Regions from separate parts of the Gasterosteus aculeatus genome. Here region 1 is linked to region 2. A link is a contact called in public Hi-C data. All regions are on one chromosome and are shown on one strand. Each heading gives the region's core, a stretch centred on a gene start, on an enhancer-like site or on the middle of the called end of the contact. The rest is flanking DNA. Distances are from core to core; before and after follow the strand shown. Region 1 holds the start of psmd14 (proteasome 26S subunit, non-ATPase 14). Region 2 overlaps atic (5-aminoimidazole-4-carboxamide ribonucleotide formyltransferase/IMP cyclohydrolase).

Evidence for each region. Hi-C and Micro-C count contacts between places; a contact is called where the count stands out from the background.
Region 1: a contact with region 2 is called in a Hi-C map of skeletal muscle, with 2.4 times the contacts expected there. The contact joins the promoter of psmd14 here to the enhancer-like site in region 2. A contact is called at or near these places in 5 of 6 Hi-C or Micro-C datasets (liver, skeletal muscle, tail fin and 1 more).

The regions. Positions count from the first base shown.
Region 1 is chr12:7,736,320-7,742,430 of fGasAcu3.hap1.1, forward strand. It overlaps psmd14 (proteasome 26S subunit, non-ATPase 14), which reads right to left and starts at 4,403. Exons shown (of 11, transcript XM_040204966.2): 1 at 4,197-4,403; 2 at 3,355-3,410; 3 at 2,854-2,925; 4 at 2,637-2,756; 5 at 1,255-1,325; 6 at 964-1,114; 7 at 764-871; 8 at 606-680; 9 at 396-521. The coding sequence starts at 3,402.
Region 2 is chr12:7,702,332-7,707,660 of fGasAcu3.hap1.1, forward strand. atic (5-aminoimidazole-4-carboxamide ribonucleotide formyltransferase/IMP cyclohydrolase) reads left to right here. Exons shown (of 14, transcript XM_040199099.2): 7 at 343-468; 8 at 560-753; 9 at 831-920; 10 at 992-1,117; 11 at 1,257-1,349; 12 at 1,434-1,616; 13 at 2,170-2,325; 14 at 2,484-2,848. The coding sequence ends at 2,603. It also overlaps the pseudogene LOC144385345. Among protein-coding and RNA genes, the nearest start is that of atic, 5.5 kb to the left of the region's middle. Within about 2 kb of position 1,775, at least 1 of the 9 cell types and tissues checked has open chromatin away from gene starts, as enhancers often do. A contact at or near this core is called in liver, where this site is marked.

The DNA.
Region 1 (6,111 bases), core at 3,153-5,652, 37 kb after region 2:
TCCTTTATACGCATCACACTGCCTGACAGAATTACTATTTCCCAGCTACCTCGACATATCAAATAGCTGTAAAGAGGAAATAGCAACATTTCTGACTGCACAGTAACAGATTACAGTCGATAAGTAGGTGCAATGAATCACAAAGGGCTCAGCAGAAGTTCAATGACTTGTCTTCCACAGTAAAAGCTGTAACACTATTCGTTACTTGTTAACTAAAGCAGTATTGATGTAACGTAGCAAGCCACTTTTAAAAAGTAACATCTATTTACACCGGTGAAGGAATTCTTCAGTATAAAAAAAGGTCATAAAATGTGTGTAAACATCTGAAACCAAATGTCCACTGGAATAAATGTCCCTTCTTGTGCTCTAAAAGGCCATTTAAAAAAAAGGTTTACCTTGTTGTAGTTCTTAGCCAGCTCCAGCATTTCCTTGACGATGGTCTCATTGAGTTTGCAATGCTCACTGTAGTCCTGCAGGGTCAGACCCTCCATCCAGCTCTTCTTGTGAAGGTTCAACAGCATCTAACAAAACAATGAGCGTTCTTTTTTATGTTCTATTAATAAAAACAATGTAAACAAGTCTGCGATAATCTGTGATATTCAAACCTTTTGCTCCAGCTCGTTTTTCCGGTAATTGATGGTGATGGAGTAGTAGTGTCTGTTGAGTCCATGAATCAGAGCCTGAAAACAAGAGAAAACAATCAATATTCCTGTGCTTTAAAAGCAATTGGACACACTTTGGACCTTTGAGCGGCGCTACGAACCTGGATTGAGGGCTTGTTGAGATGCCCCAGGTTAGATGTGGTTTGTCTTGGTTCATGACCCAACACCATCATGTTGGCATTGATCAATCGGAAGGCATCAATAACAACCTGGGAGGAGACAAACGCACATGAAACCACTTTACCGAACGGCACGTTATTTCTAAAACGCAAGTTCCTGATTAACGGGCGTCCATCTTTACCTTTCCTTTGACGCTCTGAATGGGATCGACCACCACAGCGACGGCTCGCTCCGACAGGGCCTCGAAGCTCTGCTGCGTGTTGATGTCCACGCCAGACAACCAACAGCCGAAACCAGGGTGACTGTGGTACCACCCCACCACCATCTCTGGTCTGGTGAGCAACACGGGCGAAAGACAACACACACACGCTTAGCGGGCAGCCGAAAGGGATGGATGTTTACCTACAAATGTACACTACAATGAAAGCTATCGGTGAAGTATTTTTCTAAATATTACACTTGGAAGTTTTACCTGCCGGTCTGCTTCAGCATGTCCAACATCTTGGCCTGGAACACGGGGTCCACAGCTTCTACGCTCACACCCTGTGAGGTAGAATGTGTTCATTCAATAATACGGTTCATTCAACTACGGCAGAAATCTATACTTGTGGTAAAATTGTCAAAATCAGCGAATACAGTTCCATGCATAAGTATTCACTCTCCTTGGACTTTTCCCCATTTTGTACTGTTACGAAGTAGATTTCAAATAGACTTTTCCCCATTTGAGGGCGCAAAATACCTTTTATTGTGACACAAACAATAATGACACCAACAAAATCAGTAATCACCCCCCCGAGTCATTATTTGATCAAATCCCCTTTCTCTTAAATTACTGCTAGTCTTTTTTGGGGGGTGTCTCCACCAGCTTGGCCTATCTACAGATGGACATGATTATGCCGAGCTGAGCTAAGCTCATTGTCCTGCCGCAAGATGAACTTTCGCTCAAGTCTTTTGCAGACTACATCATATTTTCTTCATTCAGTATTGCCCTGTATTGGGTTCATCCACCCTTCCTCCAATTCGGACAAGTTTGCCTGTACCTGCTGAAGAGAAGCACCCCACAGCGTGATGCTTCCACCACCACCACAGTTCCCTGTTGGGCTCAGGGTGATGGCCAGTGTTGGGTTTCCACCACACAGCGTTTTTGCACTGAGGCCAAAAAGTTCTATTTTGGTCTCATCTGCCCAGAGCACCTTCTTCCACATGTTAGCTGTGTCGCCCACATGGCTTGTGGCAAACAAACAGGATTTTCTATAGTTTCATTTCAACAGCTGCTTCCTTTTGCCGCTCTGCCATAAAGACCAGATTTGTGGAGTACACGGCCAATAGCTGTCCTCTGGAGAGATTCTCCCTCCTCACCGCTGGATCATAGGAGCTCCTTCAGTTACCATGGTTGCTGCTCAGATTCATTTTCTCTTCAGTTTGGCTGGACGGCCTTCTCTTGGTAGGTTTGCCGTTGTACCTTATTATTTCCATTTTTTTAATAATGGATTTACTGGCGCTACGTGAAATGTTCAAAGCGTGGGATAATTTTTTTTATAACCTAATCCTGCGTCATACTTAGCTACAACGTTGAGCTCCTTTGTCTTCATAATGTTTGATCTTTGTTCAGTAAAGCTGTCTAACAAACTCTTTCATACAGAGATCAAATTATAGACCCTACTTACCAATTATGTGGTGTGCAAATTGACTTGGGAAGACAATTGATCGTATCAGATTTTTCTTAGGGGTTTCACAGTAAAGAAAAGTCAAGGGGGGGTGAATACCCATGCCAGGCACTGTATACCATGCATTGACTAAACATCACAACAAGGAAGTTAGCTTTATTCATTTCGTTATAGGATAAATACATACCGTTCCGGACTGTGGCATGGCAAACACATCAATCACTCGTACTGTGTAGTCATCAACAAATTCTCCCAACATCAAGCCCATGACCTCCATTGGTACTCCAGCACGTCCGTGCTTCAACATCTATGGAAGAGCAGATACATGGGAGAAGTTACAAAGGGATTATTTGAAACACAATCACGACCACATAAAGTGTTCAGTGCATTCGATGTTTGAGTACCTTGAGCAGGGCCAGAGAGGAGATGTAAACTTGCTCTGCTGTGTCCACAGCAGGTGCATCTGTCGGGGGACCCTGCGGAGGCACAGCAGAGTTTATCGAGCCTTTCTTACACAGTAGTTATGCAGATCAATACAATTAAACTATAGTTTAGAACTTGAATGCATGAAATATATTATGGGTCAATATTTAGTATCCTTTCAATCCTTTGGTAAACTATTAAAAACTCAGGGTATGACATATTTGTGAGATTGCACTAGAACTCGAGCAAAGCCACCCATGTCTCATTACTGTTAATAAATCAATTTAATTTATATGATTAATAAATACAGACTACTGGGCCCATTATGGATTCAATCAAATATCTAGTTTAGTCCAAAATTCCTAATAACAACATTTATATAATAATTGATAAGTATAAGGTTTCAGGCTGAAAAGTTGATTTAAGAGGTTTGGTTTAAGAAATTTTCCATTTCAATCAATAGTTTTGTTCAAACGTGTTACCTGGCCAAGTCCTGGCATTCCACTTCCGAGCCTCAGCAGGCGATCCATATCGAGATCTGAAGAGCAAACACAATTAAACTTTCCGTCAAACTACACATTTATACTAGTGGAGATACACATTTGATTTTATCTTTATTTAGAACTAATCCAAAAAGGTTTGGGACAAGTTCATTAACAAAATATACATATGGCACAAGTAATGGACTAATATTTACATGGACCACACTTAGTTACAGGTTGCATATAGTCGGGTATAAACTGTTAGATAGCGAACATTAAGTCATATGTGGGTTTAATAGATGGAGTTGAATCGACGTTAACAAAAACAAGAAGCAGAATAACTTAAATCATGATTTAGTATCGCGATATTGGGATTCACATCATCTAACGTTATATTCTAAATTATTTGCGTTATGTTTCGTGCCTTCTCTTTCGGTCATGAAATTGACATTAGGATTTAACGTTACAGGTGTGACGTTATTTAAGTAGCCGATGAAATTCCAACAAAGTAGAAATTAGCCACGCTAGTTAGCTTGAATTTGCTAATCATACAAACGTAGCAAAAGAGTCTTGAAACCCACCCATTTATTTTTTCAAATGAAAGTATAGGTTACCATATATAGGTAACAAAAAGACAGAGACATTTATAACACATGTGTCATTAAAACGCTCGGTTCATTGACAGTCACATCCACGTTAGCTCGCTTTTAGCTCCCTGTTAGCTTCCTCACGCTTAGCCTTTGGCATCTCACACAAAAACAGCAACAAAGTCTTAACACTTATTTGATTTCACCGCGTTTTATGAAAGCCACTGACTGCGGTTACGCCGTAAGTTCACTTACCTGTTGTCAAATATTTCAGGTGTTTTGAAAAGGCTGTGTTTCTGTGATCGGTCGAGTCAGTGTAATTGGCTACAATGAATCAGCCAGAATTCTCTTCTTTTTTTTGTTAGAGAATCTACTTCCGTCGCACTCGTGACGTATGTTGTTGTCGCCAGAGTTGCACCTCCATGATCTAGACACAAGGGCGCGCTAGAATGAATACGTTTCACAGTTCTGCTGCTCCTGCGATAATTGTTACCATTTCTACAATGGTAAATATGTTCTATGGATATAGTTATATCGGTGTATATGTATGTCCTATGCACAACTGATTACTGCTTTTACTTATTGACAATGTAAAGTCTCACTCTATTACATAAAAGTAATACGATAAGCTTACACAATTAAAAATATATAGTTGGTACTTAGAAACAGAATGATTAACTACAAAGGCCTACTAACTGTGTTATAACATCTGTTTTATATTAAGTACTGACATTATATATATTTGGTTCAGGGACCTATGGATATTCTTCATATTGTGTTTTATTGGCACTCTATATCTTGGCACAATATTTCTTGCTATTCAATATTTTTATCTTGTGTCACTATTTCTGTGTTCTCCATTGATGTACAAAAAGGATTTCTAAACGTTAAATGTGTACGTTTTTAAGTCAAGTTGTGAGACATTCACAATATTGACATCATGAATCTTTCAAATGGTGATTGTTTATAATATAAAATGCTTTTATATTTGGTAACACTAAATACAATATTTCCCTTGCGGTTGTTTTCTTTCTTTGGGTCGATGGCTGTGTATTTACTACTAATACTACTGATATTAAGAGTATGCCTGAATCAAGAATGACAGATGTAGTTACACATGTACAGTATATATCTGCTCCTTGTACAAGAAATTATAGAGGTGCATCAATGTATTTCAAGAACAGGAGACTAGTTAAGTCTCTAGTTTGACATAATAATCATTACATTTTTCAATCAAATTGAACCTAAATATGCACCAAGACCTTTTCTTCTAGGACTTACTCAACATAGAAAAGAAATACAGCACGGACAAAATATACAGCATCTATATGTCCATGCTAAAAAGAATGAAAATAGCTGAGAAGTTGTGTGGTTTCTCATATTTCAACACGCAAGCATTTCATTATTCCCCGAGGAGCCCTACTCTGAGCTGAACCACAACACCACTCGGCTTGTGAAAAAACTCCTCTGTTGGGCTCGCTTGTATTCCAGCAGGACAACTTGTACATTTCCCCCCGAAGGTTGTTGTTGGTTACTTGACTTCCCAGCCAGGTCATCAACAGGAATTTTTGAATTCCTTCATTCCTTAGAGAATGAGGAAGGGGGAGATAATCATCCACATTCCTCAGCCCCTGCATCACCACACCCTCTTACTACCTCCACACAATTCCCTGCACTCAGCGGTCGTAACCAGGATGTGCTTCCTTGTGATAGACTTAACTCTAGTTTAGATGGATTTTACGATCCACAACGTGTCAACTTAAATAATTAAGGTATATATTAATATATAGTCCCTGAATGTTGTTGCCAGTTTGTATCTAATTTACTTCCTAGGATACTTCTAGTATTTCTGCTGATAGGGTTTGAATCTCTCCCCCATAGTGACCATTAGGTAGCTTCGTCAACCAATAAAGGAGCTGGTGAAATCGACGACTTGGTCTGAGAGAACACAATTCTGGAGACAAACTCATTCTCATTATTTTTTCTTCCCAAGTGGGTCGGGTTTATTGTTTTCCGCATTCGTTTTGCTGACAGTGTTATCTCATTTAATTCAGCTCTGCTTGAGATTGGTGAGCAGCTTTTCATTGGTTCATTCAGAAAGTTATCCATTTGGCTTCAGACAGGGAGACTCCTTCCTGCAGTTTTACCCAGAGAAACAATGGATGAAAGG
Region 2 (5,329 bases), core at 525-3,024:
TGCCTGATTAGCTGAGCTTTTCACAAAGACTGGAAATGGTGGATAGAAGCTAAAATAAACAAAATTCAATATCCAGCAGTTCTAAAGCTCACAAACCGCTACTTGTTTTGCTTATTTTGTAGAGGAAAAAGTGTAGAGATTTCCTTCAATCTGACATTTTGCAGAAGGTTGCATCTGTCACCAGAAACCTATTCTGTGCAGATGACAAATGCGACGCAGGGATTTAGTCCGTAATTCCCCCTGAAACAAACACGTCGGTGAGGAGTTAATCCATTAAACGACAGGAGTCGAGGGAGAAATCGATTCATCCTGACGCGTCCTCGTTCTTCTCCGTGCCCTCAGTGGTCAACGGCTCCCCGGGCTTCATCAACCTGTGTGACGCTCTGAACGCCTGGCAGCTGGTCAGGGAGTTGAAGGGCGCCCTCGGCATGCCCGCCGCCACCTCCTTCAAGCACGTCAGCCCCGCTGGTGAGACAAAAAGAGACGCGCGGACGCGCTTTGATTCAAACCTAGTGCCTCTTTTTGAATGTGACCGCGACTCTCCGTGTTTCCTCTGTAGGTGCTGCGGTTGGAGTTCCTCTGAGTGAGGAGGAGGCCAAAGTGTGCATGGTGCATGACCTGCTGAAGGACCTCAGCCCACTGGCCACGGCCTACGCCAGGGCCAGAGGCTCAGACCGGATGTCTTCTTTTGGAGACTTCATCGCTGTGTCGGATGTTTGTGACGTTCCCACGGCCAAGATTATATCCAGAGAGGTAAAACGCTTTTCTTTAAGAAACGATTTGCTGGAGTGCTACTTTGCTAAACCACAATTCCATCTGCTTGCTCCCAGGTGTCTGATGGGATCATTGCACCTGGGTATGATGAGGAGGCACTCAAGATCCTCTCCAAAAAGAAAAATGGCAACTACTGCGTGCTTCAGGTGAGAATTGATTATCATCTGTATTTTTGTATTTGTGAATAAGGAGCTAACTTGAATGTTGTTTGCCCAAGATGGACCCAGACTACGAGCCCGACGAGACGGAGGTGAGAGTGTTGTTCGGTCTCTATCTCAAACAAAAGCGCAATGGAGCCCTCATCAATAAGGAGTTCTTCAGCAACGTGGTCTCCGACGGCTCGGTGAGTCTCTGTAGTGTATATTCACTTCTCACTCGGCTTGGTCCTTTTTTGTAAAATCATCATTGACACAATTCTGGAAAAATCTAAATGCCAAGTGCTCAGCCCTATTTGTTTGTTTGTTTGTTTGTTTGTTGTCAAGCTCTCGGAGGAAGCGGTGCGCGACCTCATCGTCGCCACCATCGCTGTCAAGTACACTCAGTCCAACTCTGTCTGCTACGCTAAAGATGGCCAAGTAAGAACCGGCAGCTGTAAGGAGGAGTAGCCTGGATGCACCACATGTTTCCCTGCTAATGTTCGTTTGTGGTCTGTTTACCAGGTTGTCGGTATTGGTGCCGGTCAACAGTCTCGTATCCATTGCACGCGGCTGGCTGGGGACAAAGTGGACAACTGGTGGCTGAGGCACCACCCTCGTGTCCTGGCCATGAAGTTTAGCAGCGGCGTGAAGCGAGCGGAGATGGCCAACGCTATCGACCAATACGTCAGCGGCACCATTGGGGAGGTAAGGGGGGCGACCCGGGCACATTTAGGACAAAGTCGTAGTTAAGATTAGTTGTTTTTTATTGTTTGCACGTCAGATGAGTGCATAAACAACCAGAGTGAAGTTGCTGTCCTGTGGGTCGTTGTAAAAGCAGTGGTGTGTTACTCCATTTTAACTACGTTAAACACGGAGTGTTGTACTTGATAAGCAGCCTCCACAGTTCTGAATGTTCTGCCATCATATTGGAGAATTACATCAGAGCTTTCTGAGTCCAGAAAATTGTGTGTGAATCTAATTTGAGGTTTAACACTGGTAGTCCAATTGGCTGATTATCTGTTAGAATAAATAAATAAATCAACACACTGACTGTTATCAGTAAGTGAATAATAAAGTTTCGTAATACTTTTACATTTGCATGCCTTCTTTCTTATTGCTTATTGCCATTGCTAGATTGGATTTCACCATATTTCCTCCCTCGGATCTGTATTAATAGTTCCCACAGTACACGCGGCCCACTAGTGTCATGTCACGGTAGAGACCTTGAGGGTAAATGACGTATCCGTTGTTGGGACAGGGCCCAGACCTCGCAGTTTGGAAGTCAAAGTATGAAGAGGTCCCCGAGCCCCTGTCAGACACTGAGAAGAAGAACTGGGTGAGCTCCCTGCAGGCCGTGGCTGTCAGCTCTGATGCCTTCTTCCCCTTCAGAGATAACATCGATCGTGCCAAGCGGGTAAATACAACGCACCTTTTCCAAAAGCATCGTCTCTCACTGTATATACGTTTGTTAAGAAACTTACAGGACATGGCTTGCAGACACCTGCTTGTAAACTCTCAGAACACTGCTGAGCCGTTACGAACGTTGCTTCCTCCTCTTGTTTCTGTTTGTAGAGCGGAGTGAAGTACATCGCGGCCCCGGCGGGCTCTGCTGCCGACCAGGTTGTGATTAATGCCTGTAACGAGCAAGGCATCACTCTGGTGCACACCAACCGGCGGCTCTTCCACCACTGAGAACCTCGGCGCTTCTCCAGGTGTTCTTCCAACTCAACTCAGTTTTTGGATCATCGGAGCCAAACGCTCTCTGTAGCCATGCTGATACTGGAAGCACTCATAGCCTCCTCGTGCTCAAGTGTAAATGTTACAACTGTTTTCTCACACATTAACATTTTAGCTGAGACCTCAAAGAGCTGCATTAACTGTTAGTGTTCCAGTGAGGTCAGTAACTTTCTGTGTGAAATAAACTGAATCACAGGTCATGGTTTTGTCTTTCTTTGCCTTTTACCGTCTGTACGTCCAGGTCTTGTGACTTTAGGTTCATGCTACAATTTAACTTGGATAACTAACTAAATGCTAAACTTTGACAATAGTCTCAAACTAGACATTTTTCACTGTTTCTATTCCTTAAACCTCTTGGTTCTAAAACAAAGAAACATGTTCTTGGGTTTTGGCATCTCTCCTGCTTTATTCAAATAAGGGACTTTTTGTCAAACGGTAGAAACAACATTGGCAACAAAGTATAAAAATAGAACAGTTCCGATTTCTCACATTCACACATTGAGATTAAAGGGATAAGTTAGTAGAAAGACGCGCGTCAATCACACAGTGTGTGACCCCTCAGTAAGATACAGAAAAGACCCACCAGTTCTGGGACAATTTAACACCGCGCTCTTCTTTCCAAAGGTTTCTGCTCTTTTTGATGAGTATGAATATTTAAAAGGATCTCAATTTGAATAGTAAATCTGAGTCCTATATTCTACTGAATTACACACACAAGGATAATTTTCCCAATAATAGTTTTCATTTTACAATTGAGTATGAATTTAGAGCCTTGAGAGTGCACAGTGAAAAGACCGGCTTTAGAGGTGGATCGCTTTGATCGGGCCAGTGTGACATCTATGGATAAACGTACAAAAAGTGATAAGGCGGTTATGACAGTGAGACAGTGCATAATTGGACAAAAAGGGAGCAAAGGCGATGTCCACAGCTTCACTCCAGAGGACTCTGAGGAACGTGTGTGTCTGCCAGCAGGTCCGGTCGGAGGCACTCGATGGGGCAATGAATGTTCTGGAGGCAGAATTGAAAGGGATACGGTTACATGTCCGGGTAATATGTTCAGTTTCCAAAGTGAGGTCTCGAATGTATATTATAAAAATACTGTGTGCCATAGAAAATACCATAGTATATTATGCAATGAAAAATTAAATCCTAGTAACTCATAAAAAAAATTAACAAAAGAGTAAAGCAGCTGTAAACAAAGTTTGCACAAAAAGTATTAAAGGTTATAAAAAGTATTAAAGTCATAAAAGTGTCACTATAGTATGTTGACAAAAACAATAGAGTATGTTAAAGTCATTGAAAGTAATTGTATAGTATGTCATAACACATGCTGTATAAGAATGTTACGGTATATAAAAAGTTAACATTGACGCATTTATTATATTAGTATATTCTGCAACACAAATATACTAAATGTAATTATGTGGTATGAGTAGTGTGCTGGATTATATCAAATGTCAGAAAAAATGTTTGTCATTTGTAAACATACTGGGAAATCATTTGCTTAATTTAAAAAACATTAACTAACTTGTACTTTGTGTCCGTATCTCACAGGCTGCACCAGACCGGCATCAACATCCCCCCCTGGTCTGCGGCAGTTCTCACATCTCCAGCCCTGATGACACAAACGCACACACATGCTTTATTTAACATGCAGAAGGACCACAAGTTCATCACAAGTCATTAGGACACAATTATAACACAAGTCACAATATGTATCACTAAACATCAGACCAAAGCCCGGCCGGTTTATCTGTCATACCTGCTGTCCTCCAAAGCAGGTGCAGGTGCAGATGGCACCTGGTACTCCTTCTGCCACTGGTTTCCCACCTGGTAAGATTTGCCATCATCATAGCACACCGAATCATCTGTTTTGGGAAACATCGACGTTTAAATTCAAAATGGAACTCCTCCACATCCTTTTTTTAAGACACTTGTGGAATATTTCATAGGATCTTTTAAAAAAAGAGGCCTTACGGGGTTCACACTTGAACTCTCCTTTGCCATTTCCCAAGCAAGTACAGCTCATCAAGTGACCGTTTTCTGCGCGGCGGTCCCACCTCTGTCCAATGCGATAGTTGTTGCCATTGTCATGGCACCACTCTGATGATGAGGTCATAATCAGGGAAACCAAATAAAGTATAGTCTCATTTGAACGATGCGTATGCACCTCCAGGATATAAAACGTCCCCAAAACTCACTAGATGAATCACATCTGAAGTGGCCACTTCCCAGACCGAGGCACCTGCACCACAGCTTGAAGCCCGTCTCAGACATCCGCTCCCATTCACCCCCGACATCGTGGTAGGTTGAAGTAAAAGCATCATAACACGAGTCCTGCGTGGAGGCACTGTCTCTGGGACTGATGAAGAACGGCAATTAGTGAAGATAACATTTACTCGGAGGAGGTTCTGCTGTCACGTTGACCGTGGGGAGATCAAAAAAATGCCTCTGCCACTGAAACAAAGGCTCTTAATGAGAATAAGTTGTTTTACACTAAATTCTGAGTTAGTCCAGCCCACTGCTTGCTTACTTGTGTTCCCAACGGTCACGACCTGCTCCATTATCTTGTGTTTGAGTGCCCCATCAGAGCCTCAACGATCACATTGTAGTTTGCTCCGGGGGAGAGTCCTATCAGGGTGGCAGTGGTGGCTGTGCCTGGAAGGCGGACCTGGAGAGAA